3 separate regions of the Mus musculus genome follow, and regions 2 and 3 are each linked to region 1. A link is a contact called in public Micro-C and promoter capture Hi-C data. All regions are on one chromosome and are shown on one strand. The core of a region is the stretch at or near the end of the contact, and the rest is flanking DNA. Distances in the headings are between cores, read along the strand shown.

Region 1 (4,909 bases), core at 439-2,938:
AAAACAATGTACTTAGAATGTACTTAGAAGTTCCTTTACCCTGCTGATGGTTCTGACCGTTTGTCTTTCTTTGTCCAGTTCTTCCAACCCTAATGCCCGGATGCTGAGAACCTTAAGCTTCCAAACCACTGGGAACAGGCCTGCCATCTTCGCAGACAGGGGAAGTGTGTACACAGGTGTTAGCCAGCTTTGCACAGGTGGTCTTCTTCCGTGTCTACAGCTTTTCTGTATCCTGGATATTAGGAATATATTTCACAAATGAGAGAACCGAGGTTCAAAACCGCCTCTACCCTGGGGAAATGTGTGTGCCTGTGCGTGTGCGTGTGCGTGTGCGTGTGCGTGTGCGTGTGCGTGTGCGTGTGCGTGTGCGTGTGCGTGTGCGTGTGCGTGTGTGTGTGTGTGTGTGTGTGTGTGTGTGTGTATGTGTGTGTGTGTAAGCAGTTTCCTTCCCTGCAGCTCAGGTCCCTGCCTGGAGGTCTGGGTGCGGCTTGTGCCTCCTTGCTTCCTCTCCGGGTCCCAGGGGAGATGTGGCAGAAACTCCTGCCGTGCTGTGCCGAAAGGCTCAGAGCTTCCTTCCGGACCAGACCTGGGTGGGGGAAAAAACATTTTTTTTTCTTCAGTGGCTTTAGGGGTGCCTGCTCTAGGTGGCATACAAGACTCCTGCCACCACCACAGTGAACTTGTGTTTATAGAGCGCGATTCTTAACTCCCGGTACAACGGACTTCCTAGAATTAAGAACCAAAACAGTGGTCCTGGGTAATCCAGAGCTGCAACAGTCGGTCCAGCCACAGGTCAATCTACACATTCACTACTAGAAAGGAGACTCCGTAGCCCTAGTTTTGGGTGCAGAGCTCAGGCGCTGTTGGGTTCCGGGTTTAGGCAGAAGGCGAGCTCCAGGTGTCCTGCTCCCCCTTGGCTTGGCGGGGCAGGTAGCTGGTGAGCCCTGCAGCGGCAGAGCTCCACTTTCGCTACTCCCTCTGGCCATAAACGAATCGGCGTCTCCTTTCAAGGGTCCCGCAGGCCTCTAGCACGTTAACAACGCGCGGTCCTGGTCAGGAATCCGGCAAATCCAAACTACCAGGCGGAGCTGAGGAGGACCTGGAGAGCAGTAACCGAGGTAAAAAGAAATGGGGTCCCTCCAATTCGTTGTAACCGCGCCTAAAGCCACTCTTATTCCTGGCGCCCATTCCCAAAGAATCTGATTCGCCACCATCTGACTACATCTCCAGGCTTGCTACCTGCAGACAACCTGGAGGCTTTCTGCTCTCCTCACCCTCCCCCCCTCCCCCTTGCCAAGGCACCCCAACTTTGTCCAGCTCTCTCACCTGAACCCCCGAAGCGCAGTTTCTTCTTTCTGGACTAAAGCCGAACCTGTCGCTAGTGGAAAGGTCCCCCACCCCCACCCAGCCCAGGCTGCAAGCCGCTTGCTTTACCAGTCCAAAGGTCACCTAAAGTTTGGCTGATAAACAGAATCGGTAGAGAAGATTTGGAGCCCCCCAGCGTGAGTAGAATGGGCTCTGGCAAGTCCCAATCCCGGCCCAAGTCTCTCGCTCCGTTGGACTGTCCCTTAGGTTCTCCCACTTTCTCGGTTTTTCCCCCCTCCCCACCACCATTTGCATCTTGCCGAAAGCTGAGCCCTTCCCACTCATTTGCATATCTTATATGGCCTAATGGTGGAGATCATGGCAAGTTAGAAGTTTTCTGACTCCTCTCGGAGGAGTCTCCGGGACCCCAGAGAGTAACAGGTGTCTGAAAGCTAAAGGGTGGAGGGGTTCCAGGACTTGGAGTTCTCTTGTAAAACTCCCCTCCACCCTCCTCTCTCACACCCACCCATCCCCTCAACCCCTTCTTTTTCCGTCCTTGGAAAATGGTGTCCAAGCTCACGTCGCTCCAGCAAGAACTCCTGAGTGCCCTGCTGAGCTCCGGAGTCACCAAGGAAGTGCTGATCCAGGCCTTGGAGGAGTTACTGCCGTCCCCGAATTTCGGGGTGAAGCTGGAGACACTGCCCCTGTCCCCCGGGAGCGGGGCGGATCTCGACACCAAGCCGGTTTTCCATACTCTCACCAATGGCCACGCCAAGGGCCGCTTGTCTGGGGACGAGGGCTCAGAGGACGGCGACGACTATGACACTCCTCCCATCCTCAAAGAGCTCCAGGCGCTCAACACCGAGGAGGCCGCGGAGCAGCGGGCCGAGGTGGACCGGATGCTCAGGTAGGCAAGCGAGCGAGGTACGCCCTGGAGCCCGAGCAGTCTCTGGAGTCCCCGGCCCCTCACCGGAGGCATGAGGTGTACACTGCTCTCCCCAAGCCCCTTCCCCACGGGAAAAATAGCCCGGGGGCACTCCGCTTCTCTGCTAACTATTGAACCTGGCCCTCCACCGGGCGACCTGGAACCCCCAGGCTTCGTCTGCCTCCACCTATGCGGGCAGCCTGGACCCAGGCACTTTGTTGGTGGTACCCAGTCACGAGAACCGAAGGTGCGGAGCCTTAGGTCACATGACCAGAGGGGCTGGTGGGTGCAGCGAAAAGGCTGCAATTGCCCCCGGACCCACCAAACTTCCCAAACCCCAAGCCACGTATTAATCCCTGCGATCTGCAGTTCTCTGCAAAAGACCTGGCAGCATCAGTGGCCGAGGCCTGGGAAGCAAGTTCTCTGATTGTGTCCTTACAGAGCCAAGTTTAGAATTATAAAGTGGAAAGTTTGTTGTAGGGTCACCAGTGCCGGGCAAAAGAAACCATGAACAAAGGGAGAGAGAATAGGTGCTCCTAAGACCACCATGCCCTTTTGCAGAGGTGGGCGTGTACGCATCTCACTAACGACACCCCAGCAGGCTTAGGGGAGCCCAGGCTGGCTGGCGGTCCCTCCGGTGGCTGGGATCACTTGCCGGTCCTCTCGCCCGGGCCTACGCTTTGACAGCTAGTTACTAATTATCCAAGGAGCCAAGCGGCTCCCTTAGACTGCGCGTCGCTCCGGGGCCACTTGGCTTCAGAAAGGAGCCCCTCGCGTGGCCTCTGACTCTTAAGCCCTGCGGCTTCAAAGTTTCAGAGTTCCGGAGTGACTGTGGCGGCCTCCCTGGCTCGGCTTCCTCTCCTGCAGCGCGCGCTTGGGGTGGGATATGACCTTGCATTTGAATTTGCGCTTTGGGGACCCGGCCGCTCGCCCTCTAGCCAAGGCAATCTGGAGGACTTCTAAAAGTTTTTTGTTTTTTTTGTTTTTTTAACCCCTAAAATGATTTTGCTCTAATTTAAAAGCTTGGGTTTCTTTCGTTGCTGTTTCTCCACGTAGCAATGATTTTTTTTTTCCCCCTCTGGCTGAGTTTAGCGGCCTGGATGGTGTCAGGGGTAGAGGGTACAGACTGAGGTACCGAGCCCCTCGGAAGGTTTGGGACGGCAGGCTGGCAGAAAATTTATCCTGGGGCCTGGCTCAGGGACCCGGCATCCCGTCGCCAGCCCCCTGGGGCCTAGGTCCTTCCTCCTGAGAGCCACTGTCTAGTTCGCCTCGGAGCCGACTTAGGGAAGCCCGGGAGGCCGAGGGCGCCTCTCCACCGTGGTCCCCACCCCGGGCTGGACAGAGCGGAGATGTAACATAAACTGCAGCACGTGGAGTTGGGGTGTTATTAATTTATTCCTATAAATCATCAACAGAAAGTACACAAAACGTGATTAGGTTGAAAAGAGAGGCGGGTTATTCATTGGTGAAGTTGTAAACTCGGCTTAGAAAGGGAAGGAAATCAAAACGCAGGAGGGGGTGCTCGCCGGACACACGCGCGGAGGTACGGGACGCACCCCCAGGTCCCCGCGCTGCTCTGGGAAGCCGACACCCGCAGAGCTCTGCGGGCGCAGAGTCTCTGAGTCGGGGGTCTTAGGACCTGGGCCTTCTTCCCACCCCCAAGCCATGGGGAGCAGAAGGAGAGGAGCCCAGACTCTAGCTGGGGTGAGGACCCAGGGCACACCCTGAAGCTCTGTCCCATTCGCAAGCTGGTGCCGCCTTCCCTCCCCTGGGCCTGGAGCGTCTGACTTTATTAAAGTAATTTTTCAAGAAATTGCTAGCGGCTCGCAGGTCACCGCGCAGCCGACTGCAGGGTACCGGGCACTCTCTTTTGTTTTTCTCTTCCCGCTCCACCCCCTTGTTCCCCTGTAAGTCAGAAAGAAAAGAAAGGTGTGCGGGGGAGGAGGGTCACTCGGTGGCGCGCCTGGTCGCCTTTACCCTGGCTGGAAGAACCTGGCCAGAGTGGAGGGTTGCAAACGGCGGTGTCGCGCGCTCCCCGGCTGCGGGTCGGAGGCTGGTGTGCCCCAGGGGCTTAGGAGACCTGGTGGGCCACCTAGGGACCAAGGCCCCTGGTTCCCCGCGAGCCGGGACCCAGAGAGTCTCTGCTCCTGGGAAGCAAAGTCACCCTTGAGGAAGGAGCGGGCTGGACGTTGTGGCCACTGTGGGTTTGCTTTTGACACCTGCGCTGGCTCTACAAAGGCCGAGCGCTCCTCGCTACAGCGAGTTTCTCCTAGGGAGGAAACTGTATTTCCCAATAACTCTTTACCTGGGCCTCAGAGCTCTCTTCCGTAGGGAATATGCGGGGCATTCTGGGATCCGAGAAGTTTTTTTTTTTTTAGTTTTTCAGGTTTTTTTTTTTTTTTTTTGTTTTTTAAGATATAACTACGCCATCTTAACCCCCAATTCAAATATTTTTAATTCAGGGCCTGAAGGTTTTGTCTCAACGGTTTTTCTTTTGTTTTGTTTTTCTTTTTTCTTAATCATCTCGCTGTTAATTCCCCTTTTCACGGAACCACTCACGTTTAGAACACACTCTTATGCTAGGTTTTTTTTAGGTACGTAGAATAACCGGTAAAGAAGCTAAACAAAGGAAAAATGGCCAAACGATCTGTTAAAGCGATACAGTGGTAATTTTTAAAA
Region 2 (4,909 bases), core at 1,796-4,295, 400 kb before region 1:
GGGTGTGGTCTACTAGTTTCCATCTGGGTTGCGGGCAGGTGAGCAAGTGACTAAACATCAGAGAGAGGAAGTACACGGTAGATTCCGCTAGGGGCCAAACTGCTTGAGTTCCAGTACTAGATTTACTTTTTACTGTGTGACGTTGGACAGATAGCTTAACCTCTCTGATAAGATTCCTGATCTGAAGCTGGACCGTTGGTGGCGCACACCTTTAATCCCAGCACTTGGGAGGCAGAGGCAGGCGGATTTCTGAGTTCGAGGCTTCCTAACCTTGGCACTTGGTGTGTTCTGTTCGGGAATCTGCAGATTTAACAATGTGCTTCTATGTGTGGAGTTCAAGGCCAGCAGGGGCTACATTGGAGAGACTCTGGATTTTTTTTTGTTTGTTTGTTTGGTTGGTTGGTTTTTTAATTGTTTTAAGTGTGTCAGATGTGCCATGTGGGGATCAGAGGACAAACTGGGGAACTCAATTCTCATCTTCTACCGTGTGGATCCCAGGGATCAAACTTAGGTCTGCAAGCTTGGCAGCAAGGACAAGCACCTTCACCCATACCCATGAGTCATACCACCACCAGCCTTTATTTGGACAGGGTCTTATTACGCTGTGTGTGTGTGTGTGTGTGTGTGTAAATGCATGTATGTTGCATGTATGCTCACGTATGTATGCAAGCCAGAGGCTGATGCTGGGATTCTTGTCTCAGTCACTTTTTTAACTTAATCCCCCCTCCCTTTTTTTGTTTTTGTTTTTGTTTTGTTTTGGTTTTTTGTTTTTTGTGACAGGGTTTCTCTGTATAGCCCTGGCTGTCCTGGAACTCACTTTGTAGACCAGGCTGGCCTCGAACTAAAAAATCCACCTGCCTCTGCCTCCCGAGCACTGGGATTAAAGGCGTGAGCTTTTAGGGCTTCTTTTCTTTTCTTTCTTTTTTTAAAATCTTTTGAGACAATGTCTTTATACAGCTCTGGGTTGCCTGGAGCTCAGAGCTCTTCCAGTCCCTGCCTCCCAAGAGCTAGAATTAAAGGTAGGGAGGGGTCCCTACATCCTCCCATTAAAATTTCTAATTGATTGTATTTTGTCTGCATATGTGTCTGTGTGTACCACGTGTGCCTGTTGCCCTCAGAAGCCAAGAGGGTGTGGGATTACCTGGAACCGGTGTTATGATTGTGAGCCACTGTGAATGAGCCAAAGTCAGGTTTTTCAAAGAAGCTGCTGGCACTTGTAAACACTGAGCCACCTCTCCAGCCCCTTCCACTATCATATCATTGTTATTATCAATTTCAAGACAGGGGCCTTGCACTGAACCTGAAGCTTGCCATTCTGTGAGCCCCCAAGGTTTTCCTGTCTCCATCCCCCAGTTGCTGGGGTTACGTGCGTGCTGAGAATCTGAACCCAGGTCCTCACACTTGCACAGCATGGAACCGTCTCCCCAGTTTCATGACCACCGTAATGCCAGGGTTCCAGGTGTGTGCCACCACGCCTGGCTGATATATCTAGTTTCCTGTAAACATGTGTCTTCCCCCTGCCAGGACTCCTCTAGGCCTCTCACCCTGCCCATTGTAGTGGTGAGCAGAGACAGTCAGCTCTTCAGTGATTGTCACAGGTATGTCTGGGTCCCCGCAGAAATAACTAGATGTGGCTTCTAGGTCGTGGCCCTCATATACACCTTCAAATGAGGCAGGTGACCCTGACAGAGGTTAGCAAATGGTACTGTGACAATGTTAGCTCATCAAGAGTCCTTTCAGCATCGCCTTCTAGGAGCCCAGGTCGGCAGGGACTGACAAGGGCAGGAGGAACATCAGCTGTGTCCAGCACTGCTCAGCCTGCTCAGCTCTCACCGAGGAGCGCAAATAGCGCATAGCCAGATTCGGAAGGCCAGTGCGGAGCAGAATGGGAGAATGGCTCACACTGCAGAGGAAGCCTTCCGGCTGGGGACAAATGGACCCGGCTGTGGCTATGATCTCTGAAGCACTTCTGTGAATGTAGGGTAAAGGCTCCTGGTTATCAGGGGACAGGGGAGGAAGGGGCTGATGGGGGACTCGGGATATCTTATGAAAGCCGACTCTGGAGAACAGCAGAAGCACAGGCCTGTCTAGAAGCAGGAATTGACAGGATTCCTGAATGTTCTCCAAGAACCCAGCATACTCTAGAGTCAGCAAAGTGCTTTCTACACCAAACCTTATCTGGCTGTCCTTTCAGCCATGAGGTACACCGTGGGCAGGGCCTGTTGTTCTTATTTTACAGATGAAGTGATAGGTGGTCCTTTTGGAGGAGAACCTGTTTTGGCTGTGCTTTCAAGAATGGAAACTCCACTGCCACCCTCAGGCTGCCTTTCCTAGGCAAGCAACCCCCTTGCTGTGTGGAAGAAGGCTTTGGGACAGCACCTGGGCCATCGAAGGCGTTGGCCAGCCCATCATTGTGGTCTCCTTGGAAGAAGGTGAGGCGGATGTCGGCAGGGCCCGTGGCTGGGGCTTCCCAGAACTCCAGTGCTGACACATTACTCCACAGCTGGAAGGCAGCGCGCACGGCCCCTCGAACAGCTGGCTCGGGCAGGCGCTCAGGCCAGTTCACCAGGCGGTAGGAAAGATGCTGCTTGTACCATTTGTTACCTGCCACCCAGAAAGGCCATGTGAGTCATACGGGCTGCAGAGGCTGGTCCCCACAGGCCCAGTAGGATAGGTTGGCCCTGCCCCAGGGAGACCTTTTATCTGATAGGGAGCACTCAGCTCTTGCCTTGAGCAGCCAGCCTCCCATTTGATAGGCAGAAAGATATGTCACTGCTGAAGGGAGCTCTCGCCCTGGGCAGACCACCCTTCCCCAGGAGCATCTCCAATTTATTGGCCTGGGAGGTCTGCTGATAGAGATGTCGCTTCTTCCAGGAAAAGGCCCCCTTCAAGGATCAGTCTGAACTCCTGGTGTCCGGTCTCACTCTTTTCCACAGCCTAGGCTGAGTCTGAGGAAGCTACACGCCTCTTGCTGACTGACAGTCACTCTGTGAGGCCCAACCTCAGTGTCCGGATGGAGAGACAGTAGGGGTCACTGAGGTCACAGCTGTGCCTGCCTCAGGCGCTCTATCCACCCTCACAGTCTCCTGCCACCTCCCAGAGGCTCCACTCTGGACTTGCCAGAATCTAGGGCCGGCAGCTGGCCAACAACCAAAAGAAAAAAAACCAACAAAAAACCCCCATATATGCAAGTTCCTTGACCTCCTTCCCCGCTTCTCCGGGGACTCTGGAGAGCTCCCGAGTTGAAGACAAATAAGAACAAAGGGTGTGTTTTGTCACAGGCCCAAATAAGTTTTCCATCTCTTCTTTCTTAAGTTGCTTTCCCTTTGGCCCAAGCCTCAGATCCTCCCTGAAGGCTGGGACTCTGGCCTCTGCTGCAGCCCTAGGTCATTCATTTACATTGGACCCATCTGCGTTTGCCGTGCAGCCAGGAGCAGAGTAGCCAGAATGTCTGGCTTCTGGGTTTGTCAGGGATGGCCCCTGGGCCCTAAACCTCAGAGTCTGAAATCCCAAATGGAAGCCTCATCGCTTTCAGGCAAGATTCCTGGGGTCCAGACTTGGATGCCTGTGACCCCCCCGGGGGGGGGGGAGCTGCCCACAGCTGCAGAGTGAGATAGGAACTGAGTTGGACACCCCCTCCCCGCACCCCTTCCCGGCCCAGTACTCCTACTGTACCACATAGATAAGCAAGCAATCCTCTCGGCAGAGATGCCAGGCCTATACATGTGCCTAAACATCACTTGGTCGGTCAAAGCTTAGCAAGGACTGAGATTTCCCTAGATGGAAGGGAGGTCCCTTCTGGCCCTTCTCTACCCAGGGAGAGGGGGTGGGGTGTGCCCCACTCTATTCAAAGCAATGCTTCTCTTTGAGCATGTTTGGCCTGGCAGCCACCCAACTACTGCCTCTCAGCCAGTGACCAGTCCTTAGGGTGTGAAGAGGGAATTATTTTGAGGGAGAGAGGGGGACAAGGGAAGGTGAAAGCAAGGCTGGGGTCCTGTGGTGTCTACCTAGGACAGGTCCATTCTTTACTAAGAACAATCTGCTGCTTGCTTTAAATCCCCTCAGGACACAGAGTAGCTGCACTAGGCTTTCTTACATCCTGTTGTAACTCTTAAGACTCTCCCAGACCACCATCACCAAAGCAAACCTTTAACCTTCTAGCAAATGGTACCAGGTGGCTCCTTCTGCGGTCATCCCCTCTCCACCCCCAGCAGGAAAGAGGGAGGGTGGTAGTTATCTTAATGGCCAATGAAGGTTATAGGTCTCCAGAAAAGAATCCTCTGTGACGTGGGGTGGGGGAAGGGTAGGGAGAATGACTAGGAACAGGAATTGGGGGAGGGGGAGAAGAGTGCTTTCCTTGGGAGGGGCCAGGAAGGAAGGAACTGCCCATGTGCTGGTAGGCTGAAACCCTGTCCTCTTTGACCTTGGCCCCGAGGAGATCCTGCCAGTTTGAGGTCCTAGTCTCAAGTCCTGCCTGGCCACGGCTGTTTTTTCATAACCCCAGGCCCTATGCATGTGGTATTGCCTGCTGCACCCTCTCTCCAGGGTCCCAAAAGGGACTAGAGAAGGGCAGGAGCTACGGAGGGCAGGAATGGGGAAGCTAGAAGTTTGGGGCGGGAAGGATAGTGGAGTCCTGAGTCCCAGCAGGCAACTGATGATTGGAAGGGTTCTAGGCAGAAAGTGTAGTCCTGCACATGCAAGCTCCCAGGAATTGGTGGAATCTCTCCAGGCCTCAGTTTCCCCCTCTGTACAGTGGTGTTGCTAAGGCTTACCTTTTGGAATGGTATCAGGAAACTGTCTGAAATGTGGCGAGGGCTTAGCAAACGCCCACTCGCTTTGATTTCCCTTTCCAACTCTGATGTACCAACCCCATCCTCACCCCACCAACTCTGAGAAGGAAAGGAAAACT
Region 3 (4,909 bases), core at 970-3,469, 300 kb before region 1:
TGGAGTATATTGCCTTGATTAATAATTGATGTGAGAGAGGAGGACATCCCCAGGCACGCCACCACTGGGCAGGTGGTCATGACCTGTTCTAAGAAAACAGCTGAAGGGCTAGAGAGATAGGTAAGTGGTAAGAGCCCTGGCTGGGCTTCCAGAGAACCCAGGCTTAAGTCCCAGGGCTCATCTCATAACCACCTGCAACTCCAGTTGCCAGGCACCAGGCAAGCACACAGTGCACAGACATACATGCACGCAGACAAAACACCCATACACAGAAAATGAATAATAAATAAATAAATAATATTTTTAAAAAGAAAGAAATCAGGCTGAGCAAGCACAAAGAGCTAGCTGGTACCAGCACCCCTGAGAGGCCCCCAGGTCCTGCCCTGACTTCCCCCAGTGATGGAGTGTGACCTGGGAATTGTAAGTTGAAATGCAGCTTTACGCTGGTGTTTCTCTGTTGATTAGGTATTCTGATACAGAGATATGCCCCCCGCCCCCCGTGTATAGAGTTTCTCTTGTCTAGCTGTGAATTTCTCTTACAAAAGGGTCCTTTTCTTGTCCACCTGTGCCTGCTGTTCCCCAAAATAATAACAACAAGGTAATCCTTGTGCCAAAGAGGTCTGTTTGGGATAGCATCCCCTGGAGTGATATGTCCTGCAGCCTGTTTATCTGTATTGAAACTTCACTCCACAAGCTTGTCATCTAGGGACTATTTTCAAGATTGGGGACAGTGAAACTGAGAACATAACAGATTTTCCCAGAACGTAACAGATTTCCCTGTGGTAAATAGATCAGGGTTCCAATTTATCACGCCTCTCAGCAACTGACTAGTACATCCACTCTTTTCACTTGTGATTCAAGACTCAGCCATGACTCTTGGTTTGGTCAATCGGCTAGTTAAGTACATGCACAGACGAGACTGCATCTCTCAGTGTCTCTGTTAGCACCACAGAAAGGTAGGCCTTGGCTGGCCTGCTGGTCTTCAGCACACTAGCTCTTTTGGCCACGATTAGTAGAGCTCAGGTCAGGTTTAGAGGGTGCGACCTGGGGTCAAGTGAGATGAATCCTTTTGTACACTGGGGGTTTGCAGTTGCTAGCCTTTATGTCCTGAGTGATGGGGCTGGGATTTGAACTGAGGTTTGTGTGATACGCACTCTTGTGCTGTACACCAGTGCCTTGTGGGAGATGTGTGCGAAGGCAGCACATAGCTCTCTGGCTTCCATCCTTGCCTGTGCTGTGTTTCGTGACTTCTGTGTGTAACCCACCTGAAGAACATTGATACTGGAGTCTGACGTGGGGGGGGGGGTGATTGGCAGTGGGGCAGGCTACTCAGCATTTGTTTTCCTGGATGAGCAATGCATTAAAGCCCAGTCTATATTTTTAAATCACTCAAGCAGGTCTATGGTAGGCTTCAGAAGTAAGAGTGGTTTTTCACAGTTATTTATTTGTATAGCACAGCATGTGGAAGTCAGAGGATAATTTTCAAAAGTTGATTTCTCTCCTTCCATCATGAGAGCTCTAGGGATGGAACTCAGGTTGTTAGGCCTGGGGGCAAGCGTTTCAACCCCCTGGGCCATCTCACTGGCTGGGCTTTTGTTTCTTACAGCTTTATAGTTCCTCCCTGGTGATGCCCTTATCTCTGTTGCTTGAGGTTGGGTCTCACTTCCTGTTGAGTCATTTTGGATCTTATCTTGGACAAGTGAGTATGGGGGTGACTCTGTGAGTATGGTGGTGACTCTGGAGATTCTACCGCACTGCTCTGATGAGTTTCTGTCTTTGTCTCACCAGACCACAAGCTCGGGTTCAAACTGCACCCTGTCGTGGATAGCGGCTCAGATCTTGGTCTATTTCTTTCGCTGCCAAATGCTTTCAGTCTAACTGAAGTTTGTTTGGTTCAAGCCAGAAGCTTAGACTAAGTGTGTACAAAGAATTTGGGATTTCCCCTCTGTTGGCTTCTCTTTTCTGTGGTTCCCCTCTATTCTCCAGTGGTGACTGTTGCTCCAGGTTCCTTCCTTTGGGCCACTGTCCAGAAATACCACATAGTTTCTACTAAGGTTTTAACGAATTATATCTACCCTCAATGGCAGCTTTAATTGATGTCACATTACTAGAGATTTTTAAGGTCAAAGCCTGGATCCCGGTTACCCCAACAAGCTCTCAAGACACCCGGCTAAAGAGGCAAGCCATTCAACAAAGCAGAGCTCATGGAGGCTCACAGAGACTGAAGCAGCGATCGTGGAGCTTGCGTGGCTCTTCTGCACTAGGTCCTCTACATATATGATACGTGGCTGTTAGCTCGGTGTTGTTGTGGGACCCCTAGCAATGGGAGTGGGGTGTCTCTGACACTCTCATCTCTCACTCTTGGGACCCTTTCCTCCTATTGGGCTGTCTCACCCAGCCCTTACATGAGGGGTCATGCCTGGACTTACTGTGTCTTTTAGGCCATGTTCAGAGGATATTCCAGGAGGTCTGCTCTTTCCTAAAGAGAACTAGAAGAGGAGTGGAGTTAGGGGAGAGGGGAGGTGGAGTTAGGGAGAGAGGAAGGAGTGGAGAGAAGGGAAACTGTGGTCGGGATGTATTGAAAGCAAAACAGAGAGAGAGAGAGAGAGAGAGAGAGAGAGAGAGAGAGAGAGAGAGAGAGAGAGAGAGAGAGAGAGTCATAATGAAAAGCAGAGAAAAGCTGGACGTGGTGGCGCACGCCTTTAATCCCAGCACTCAGGAGGCAGAGGCAGGCGAATTTCTGAGTTCGAGGCCAGCCTGGTCTACAAAGTGAGTTCCAGGACAGCCAGGGCTATACAGAGAGACCCTGTCTCGAAACCCCCCCCCCCCCCCCACAAAAAAAAAAACCAACAACAACCTACTCTCTTAGTTAGGTTTTTACTGCTGTAAAGAGACACCATGACAGGGCAACTCTTATAAAGAACATTTAATTAGGGTTTAATTGAATTAGGGCTGGCTTACTGGTTCTAAGTTTCCATTATCATCATGACATGAAGCATGGCAGCATCCAGGCAGGCATGGTGCTGGAGGAGCTGAGAGTTCTACATCTTGTTCTGAAGGCAAACAGAAGACTGGCTCCCACGTCGCTAGGAGGAGGGTCTCCAAGCCTACCCGCACCGTGGCACACTTTCTCCAACAATACCACACCCACTCTAACAAGGCCACACCACCTAATACTGCCACTCCCTAGGCCAAACATATTCAAGCCACCACACCTGCCAAGTCGTCCTAACTCAGGGTTTCCCCTTTTCCCTTTATGAACTGTCATTTACCTATGGGCTACTTCTGTCTCCTCTTTAGCCAGAGGCAGTCATTTGGCCCTCTGGGGCAAATACCCCTTCCCTCCTCTCCCTTGTTCTTTTCCCCTTCTCCCTTATTCTCTATCTCATGTCCTTGTCTCTTATTCCCTGCCCTCTGTCCCTCTGAGGTAAATAAATCTCCTTTGTGCTGAGGACTTGGTCTCGGTGTTCCTGTGCTGACTCCGATCCTTTCACTGTTTGCATGTTGTCCAGCTGTGATCTTGCGCGCGCTTGACTGGCCAGGAAGAACGACGCTGCAACAGGATCCTTCCGCACACGTTTATTGGGAGAGCTTGATTGCAGAGGCAAAGAGACCCCAAGCCCAGAACTGGTGCTGCTTATATATGCCTAGGAGAGGCGTGTCTCACATCTGATTGGTTAACTTGTCTCTCATCTGATTGGTTAACTTTGGTTAATTCTCAAAACCTCATCTTGGCAAAAGAACCTTTACTGCCTGTGTATGTGTGGTGGCCAGCAGTAGCCAACTGCCACTCTGTAACTGCCACTCTGTAACTGCCACTCTGTAACTGCCCCTCTGTAACTGCCACTCTGTAACTGCCACTCTGTAACTGCCACTCTGCAATGGCTTCCCACACTGTGAGCCTCTGTTTTAATTACCATCTACTTCCAGAAGCCTCTCTGAGGAGTTGAGTGGCGCGCTAATCTATGGCTATAGCAATATGTCATTAGGGCTCGTTTTATGACTATGTTTATTTAACAGAGTAGTAGTAGTAGTAGGTTTTTCCCATGGCCTATCTTGTCTCAGGTCCTTAGCCTCAGAGCCAGAAGAGGGGAAGCTCCCAGATGAGTATCAATTCGATTTCTCCACGTTCTGTAATGTAAGGATGTGGTATCCTCAGCCATGGTGCCTTAGTGTTGTAAAGAATAACCAAGCTTGTAATGTTGGGGGAGTCTATGGGACTCCTAGGGCAAACTACTCAAAAAGATGTAACCCATTCCTGCCACTGCTGCCACTGGGGTTTTTAGTTTGGTAGCATGTGATGCCTCGTTGGGGTATTATCTCTCCTATTACACGGTATCTTCACTTACAACTCTTTATATATATGTATTTATTTTAGGAAGATACTACGGCAGTGATTTTCATGTGGGCTTTCAAAAGGTCTTTAGTGTTAGTTTTCCCTGATGTTAAGATAAAAGCATGACGAAATAGGAAACAAGACTTTAAATTACTGTCATTAATTTTTTCCAATTTTTATTAGGTATTTACTTCATTTACATTTCAAATGCTATCCTGAAAGTCCCCTATACCCTCCCACCACCCCCTCCCCTACCCACCCACTCCCACTTCTTGGTCCTGGTGTTTCCCCTGTACTGAGGCATATAAAGTTTGCAAGATCAAGGGGCCTCTCTTCCCAATGATGACCGACTAGGCCATCTTCTGCTACATATGCAGCTAGAGACACAAGCTCTGTGGGTACTGGTTAGTTCATATTGTTGTTCCACCTATAGGGTTGCAGACCCCTTCAGCTCCTTGGGTACTTTCTCTAGCTCCTCCATTGGGGGCCCTGTGTTCCATCCAATAGCTGACTGTGAGCATCCACTTCTGTGTTTGCCAGGCACTGGCATAGCCTCACAAGAGACAGCTATAT

The links. Promoter capture Hi-C pulls out the DNA fragments that hold promoters and counts their contacts. A called contact is a pair of places that touch in the nucleus more often than the background predicts.
Region 2: a contact with region 1 is called in a Micro-C map of embryonic stem cells, with 1.7 times the contacts expected there. The contact joins the enhancer-like site here to the promoter of Hnf1b in region 1. A contact is called at or near these places in 2 of 484 Hi-C or Micro-C datasets (both in embryonic stem cells), 2 of 115 datasets of contacts at active chromatin or transcription factors (bone marrow-derived macrophages and pancreatic cancer cells) and 1 of 9 other capture datasets (macrophages).
Region 3: a contact with region 1 is called in a promoter capture Hi-C map of hematopoietic stem and progenitor cells, with 2.2 times the contacts expected there. The contact joins the enhancer-like site here to the promoter of Hnf1b in region 1. A contact is called at or near these places in 4 of 39 promoter capture datasets (hematopoietic stem and progenitor cells, hippocampal neurons, pre-B cells and 1 more) and 1 of 9 other capture datasets (pancreatic islet).

What each region holds. Positions count from the first base shown.
Region 1 is chr11:83,849,181-83,854,089 of GRCm38.p6, forward strand. It overlaps Hnf1b (HNF1 homeobox B), which reads left to right and starts at 1,689. Exons shown (of 9, transcript NM_009330.3): 1 at 1,689-2,212. The coding sequence starts at 1,869. It overlaps Gm12576 (a long non-coding RNA gene), which reads right to left and starts at 1,451. Exons shown (of 4, transcript XR_388929.3): 1 at 1,327-1,451; 2 at 40-1,099.
Region 2 is chr11:83,445,141-83,450,049 of GRCm38.p6, forward strand. It overlaps Mmp28 (matrix metallopeptidase 28 (epilysin)), which reads right to left. Exons shown (of 8, transcript NM_001320300.1): 4 at 2,380-2,604. Gm51913 (a long non-coding RNA gene) reads left to right here. Exons shown (of 2, transcript XR_003949748.1): 2 at 2,240-4,909. Among named protein-coding and RNA genes, the nearest start is that of Gm51913, 3.3 kb to the left of the region's middle. Within about 2 kb of position 3,046, at least 58 of the 459 cell types and tissues checked have an H3K27ac peak or open chromatin away from gene starts, as enhancers often do. A contact at or near this core is called in embryonic stem cells, where this site is marked.
Region 3 is chr11:83,548,607-83,553,515 of GRCm38.p6, forward strand. No RefSeq gene overlaps it. Among named protein-coding and RNA genes, the nearest start is that of Ccl5, 21 kb to the left of the region's middle. Within about 2 kb of position 2,220, at least 95 of the 459 cell types and tissues checked have an H3K27ac peak or open chromatin away from gene starts, as enhancers often do. A contact at or near this core is called in hematopoietic stem and progenitor cells, where this site is marked.